Linked DNA regions of Mus musculus: region 2 is linked to region 1. Evidence: chromatin contacts called from public Micro-C data. All regions are on one chromosome and are shown on one strand. Each heading gives the region's core, a stretch centred on a gene start, on an enhancer-like site or on the middle of the called end of the contact. The rest is flanking DNA. Distances are from core to core; before and after follow the strand shown. Region 1 holds the start of Tbx15 (T-box 15). Region 2 holds the start of Nhlh2 (nescient helix loop helix 2).

The links. A called contact is a pair of places that touch in the nucleus more often than the background predicts.
Region 2: a contact with region 1 is called in a Micro-C map of embryonic stem cells, with 6 times the contacts expected there. The contact joins the promoter of Nhlh2 here to the promoter of Tbx15 in region 1. A contact is called at or near these places in 4 of 39 promoter capture datasets (cranial neural crest, embryonic stem cells, hippocampal neurons and 1 more), 4 of 484 Hi-C or Micro-C datasets (embryonic stem cells and epiblasts) and 1 of 115 datasets of contacts at active chromatin or transcription factors (embryonic stem cells).

The regions. Positions count from the first base shown.
Region 1 is chr3:99,252,330-99,255,074 of GRCm38.p6, reverse strand. Tbx15 (T-box 15) reads right to left here and starts at 1,315. Exons shown (of 8, transcript NM_009323.2): 1 at 990-1,315. The coding sequence starts at 1,194.
Region 2 is chr3:102,008,712-102,011,456 of GRCm38.p6, reverse strand. Nhlh2 (nescient helix loop helix 2) reads right to left here and starts at 1,312. Exons shown (of 3, transcript NM_178777.3): 1 at 1,132-1,312; 2 at 398-722.

The DNA.
Region 1 (2,745 bases), core at 66-2,565:
AGCTTTCAGGCCAGGATCCTCAAGCTCCCGAGCCTACTGCTGCTCCCATTCCTGTGTGGGCGGCTGCCTGACTCTTCCCCCCCACCCCCAAGCCGTGTAGGACAAGGAGTCTAGTCCTGGATCCTAGCTGGTCCGCAGGGACACCTTCTGCAGGGCCTTAGAAATCTGGGCTGAAAATACTAGTTGTTGAAAATATTCTGAAGCCGCTAAACCGAGTTATGAGTGTAGTGTTTGTGAGCGTGCTTACAGGATTTTGACAACAGCTGTTCCCCCGGGCTGTTTTGCACTGTTGAAATCTTGGCACTAAATACAAAATGTGAAGCTGTTTTCTCCCTCTTAGGGTTCTGTTAAAATACACACATTGACATCCGCCTTGAGTTTTAAGTGTTTTGTGCATATTAATTATGTACAATATGGAGAGATCTAAGAAAATTAGTTGAAACGTGCACCCACCCAAATACTGAGATGTGGGCACGGATTAAAGACCTGGGTCTCAGGATACAGTGTCTATCTACTATGTCCCCAGTGAAATAGAAATAATTATACTCCACCATCTAAAACTTAGTTGAGAGAGAAACTAAAAGAGAAAACCGGAACATTTCCCATGGCTGCCTTATAGGCTTCGTCTGGCAGCACTCGGGGGCTCTCAGAAGCACGGAAGCAAGTCTCAGATCCACTGGGCTCTTTCTCCAGTGTCTTTGACTGAGCTCTTTCAAACCCAGGGACCCGCAGCCCTCAGTCTCTGACACAAGAGAAGGGGGATGGACGCAAGTAGGCCTTGAAATTGGCGATTAAAATGCAAGGCTCGGGCCAGGCCCCCAAATTGGTTCCGGCGAATTTAGGGAGGCTCAAGGTATTTATGCCAAGAAAAAGGAACCCCCGTCGGAGTGAGGCAGGGAGTCAGCAGGCAGGGCCTCCCTCCACTCGCGGGGATACCGGCTGGTGTTCCTTCTCCACCCGCCTCCCGTCGTCCGATCCGACACACTCACCCGGGTGGGGCTCCAGGCCGTGTGTCGCCGGGTCGTCTGTGTCTCCGAGTGGGCCTGCGGGACTCAGCGCCTCCATGGACAAGTCCAGCCCCTTCTCCTCCCAGTCTCGCAGTTTCCGCTTTTTATTTGAGCCGATCAAGGCTTCAACGGAGAAGGCATGTGCTCGGGAGCTCAGGGCGACTGCAGATCTTCTCCGTTCACTCATTTTAGCCGCCCGCACCCGGGTCTCCTCTAGCCCGCGCTACTGAGCTGGCAGCCCCGCGGCCGCACGCTCCGAGCGCCCGCCGACCCGGCCCTGGAGAGGCGGCGGCGCCGCGGCCGAAACTGGGGCGGCGGCTCCGCGGGTGATCTGCGCCCTCCCTCCGTGTCCTCCCCCGCCCTCGACCGCCGGATCAGACCGGTGCCCCCAGCTGCCCCAGCCTCTAGGAACTAGCGCGGGGAACGCCGCCCGCCCGTTGCATGGAGCACTGAGTCCAGCTCCCCACCCACCCGGGCAGGCGCTCACAAACTCTGCTGACTGAACTTCATCTTTTCTTTTTTTTTTTTCTTTTCTTTCTTTCTTTTTTTTTTTTTTTTTTAAATTCACTCCCTCTTCCTTTTTCTCCTCCCTCTCCCCCTTCCCCACTCGTTCTTCCCGTCCTTCCCTGATCCAAACTTCTGGGAAACTTTTCCCCCCTGAATTCCTCCCTTCCCGAGGAACAGGGGGTAGGCAGTGAGCTCCTGTCCGAGGGGTGAGGGAAAAGGGAGGGGGAGCAGAAAAAGGCAGAGGGGAGGAAAGCCAGCCCCCAGCCAATGGCAAGAAAGGAACAAGAGAAAGCCCGAGAGCTCGGGCCAATGGGGAGAAGGGAGAGACTGAGGCTCGGGCCAAGGCTGTGCGCTGGCCATCCCCAGGATGCTTCTCTGCCAACTTTAACCCCTGGCTTCCCGGCACCCGACTTGTTTCTCTGTAGGAGGAGGGCAGTCGGGACAGCTCAAAGTCAAAATCTGATCTTCGCCCTTATAGACTCTACAAGTCCAAATACGAATCCATACAGTTTCCTTCCAAACTCTCAGGATCTAATAGAGCTAGCTATCATACTCAGTTCAGATGCAGATCTGGGAAGCTGATGCTGTGACAAAATGCTAACCTGTCCCTCTCCTCAAAAAAAAAAAAAAAAAAAAAAAAAAAAAGGCAGAAGATATTTCTGATCATATCACCCATGCCCCCAGGGGCTTTGAGATCTGCCCAAATTTCTCTACGCAGGTTTCTACTGTGTTCCAGATCAATGACTTTCTAAGCGGGTCCGGTTAAGGCAAAACGAAACAACAACAACAAAAAATTTTCCTGCTGCCATTCGGCCTTATAACTGAACATTTCAGGACTTCACGCTCCTTGTTCTACCTGATGGAGGGAGGAGACAGACACGCTGAGAGTTAAGAGACCTGCATGGGCCGCTTAGCTTGCCTCGGGGTCTGCAAACTTACCCTGCTAGACTGGGCCCCTGCACCACACAAATAGTAACTTTCATAGCGCAGCAGACTCTGAGCTGCGCTTCGCCTATCCCGGGCTCTTATTCCAAAGAACCCACAGCGGGTGCCGGGGTTGGGGGTGGGGGGGAGATAGATAAGACTTCTGATAGCTGGGAAGGAACTTTTTCAAAATTTCTTCAAATCCCCTCATCTCCAGAACTTGGCTCTCATCTCTTACTAATGATCTCCCTTTGCTCCCACGCCTCACTTTTAAAGCTTTCAGGACCGTTCATTCACCACAGATAAC
Region 2 (2,745 bases), core at 63-2,562, 2.8 Mb before region 1:
TGCCCAGGAGAGACCTGAGCTCAGAAACAGCTTTCCGTGCAAGGAAAACGGATCCTCAGAATAACAATAAATGAACCAAACGAACTGCATGCTGCTCCCCCCGCCCCCCAGGCTTTTCTCTACGTTTATAAGTGAAACAACTCACACCTACGCAGTTGGCGTGAAGAGGTAGAAATACACAGGGAGAAAAATCATAGCAAACCACGACATAGTTACAGATCGGACAAAAAGTTCCCGGGCTGTCCCCCCACGCGTTTAAATCCTCCAGATATTTAAATAGTCATAAATGGTATTTCTCGTGGGCATTTAAGTCTATGACCATGTGTGAGGAATACATCTATAAAATACAATATGACTCAACTTAATCTAAAGAAAAAGAGACGTGAAGATGTCTTACCTTGCAAGAGCCCTGTCGATAATCTTTTCGTCAATCTTTTAGAGTTAAAATTCCAGGAAACAAGGAGGAGAGATCCTGGCAAATATTAAAAGCAGCCAATATTTATTACATTCGCAGATGAAAAAGCAGCTGTCATCTCGCCGACCACCACAACGAGCGGCGGTGTCTTAGCGGGTGTATGGTTGTTCACTTAGTTGATGGATTGAAAACGCCCGTTTGTTTGTTTGTTGGTTTGTTTTTAACTGTTCTTAAACATTTCAGGAAAATTCGTTGTTGATCTTTATAAGTCGAAGTGTTGAAACCTCACGCCTCCCCACTCAAAGGGCTGTATAAATAACAAAAGAGATGCTGAGATAAAAACAATCACATCAAAGGGACGATTCCTCCACTTTCTAATAGCAGAATAATCAATAAGAAAGATGGTTAAGATAAAATTCCATTCCTTGAGGACTCCTTCCCTTCCCTTAATCGGGCTGGGGCGAAACTGGGAAGTGCGGTCAGGGATGGAAGGGGCTCAGAAGTGATTTTTCTCTTCTTCTTCAAGATAATGCTTTGTTCAGCCGGTGTCTCCCCAGTTCCCAGGAACAACAATACAGTAACTAGGGCTTAAGGTTGCCTCTGTCTTGTCCCTCATCTACTTCTGTGTTGTATAAGCAGACGCCAATTTTGCAGTTTCAAAGTCTTTCAAGGTTTGGTTACACCCCCTACCCTACCCCACTCCCTCCCCTCTTTACCTTGTGGTGAAATGTATATAGTCAGTAGCTTGGAGATGCTGGAGAGAGATTGGAGAGAAGTGGACGTCTTCTGGAGTAACAGTGACAGGGAAGCAGAGAAAGGGGAGCTTGGGAGAGCCAGAGAGGAGAGGCAGCTGCCTGTGTGGCTTCTTGGCTCTTCTGGTACCAATTGATTTAGCCTGGAGATGGTGGAAGAGATAAAGGCTTAAGAAGGGGGATGGAATTTTTTCCCCCTAAATTGATATTTAATGGGAAATCCTATTGGACAGAAACCTGGACACGAGTCACTTAATTGGACTTGACATCTGTCACAGTGTGGGAGTTTTCACAGCCCAAATATTTTAGCAGATCAGATTCCCACTGAATCTGTGCCATAAAATATAGCAGTTGAAAGCAGCCCATGATAGAAGCCATAGCATCTACAGCGTCTGGCCACACAGGCGGTTCCTTGTTTTCAGATTATTGATGCAATATTTAAGTGCAAGTAGACACTATATGAACATGGAAAATTCCTCTGGCATTTTGTGAGCCAGCATTTTTTTAAATCAATAGTTAGAAAAATAGTTGTGCTGGGCACATGAAAGCATATTCTGTCTATGACACTGTAATTAAGGTGAACGATCCAGACAGGCAATGCTAACATTTATGTAAAGTGAAGTGTCTTTTAGAGGATGCTTTAATCATGATTATTTAAGCATATGGATGTTTTGGAGAAAGGTTCTACTATGAGACCAGCTTATTAATAGATGATATTTTAAAGGACGTTTGACACATTAGTTTAAATCATTGGTGGAATTAGGAGCAGAATCCAAGTAGTTAGAGACCACTAGATAATTCTACTTTTTGAGTTATGTTTGGTTTTCTTTTTCTTTACCCATTTACTCATGTTCATTATTCGCTGTAAAATATGACACACAGTATGTGCAAAGACAGTACTTTATTCTTGCCCATCCTAACACGTGAGTGAATATATTTAGCTGGGTGGCAATGTAATTGTGCTAAAATGTAAATATTAAGTATTCTAGCATGCAATGCCTTTGCCTAAGATGACCTCCAGTCCCAAATTTATGTGTTTTACAAAATTAAGGGAAATTTACTGTTAGTCACTATCAATTATATATTATTTGCTATTATTTACACATTGCCAGTGATACCACTAATTCTGTCTTCTTTCTGTCTATCTTCCTTCCTTTCTTCCTTCCTGTCTTTCTTTCTTTTTGGTATTTTTGACAAGGTCTCACTATGCAGCCCTGGCTGGCCTGACCCTCACCATGGAGACCAGGCTGACCTCAAACTCATAGAGATATGCTTGTTTCTGCTTCTCATGTGTTGGGATTAAAGGCATGTACCATCACACCCAAATACTATTTTTTTTTAGATTGATTAAGCTTAGAGGAAATGAGAGAATAATAGCCAACCTCCTGTCTCCCTGTTCCTAGGTGAGTTTTTGTGGAGAGGAGAACCTTCACTTTCTCTTCATAATCACCTTTGTCCTATAAAGAGGTATTGTCCTCAGGGGAGGGCTGTAGAGCTACCCACCTAGAGAGTGGCCCTCTGGGTTCCTCATGGCTGTGATGTATATTGTTTGCCTTTGTTCACATCAGCTCCAGGAGG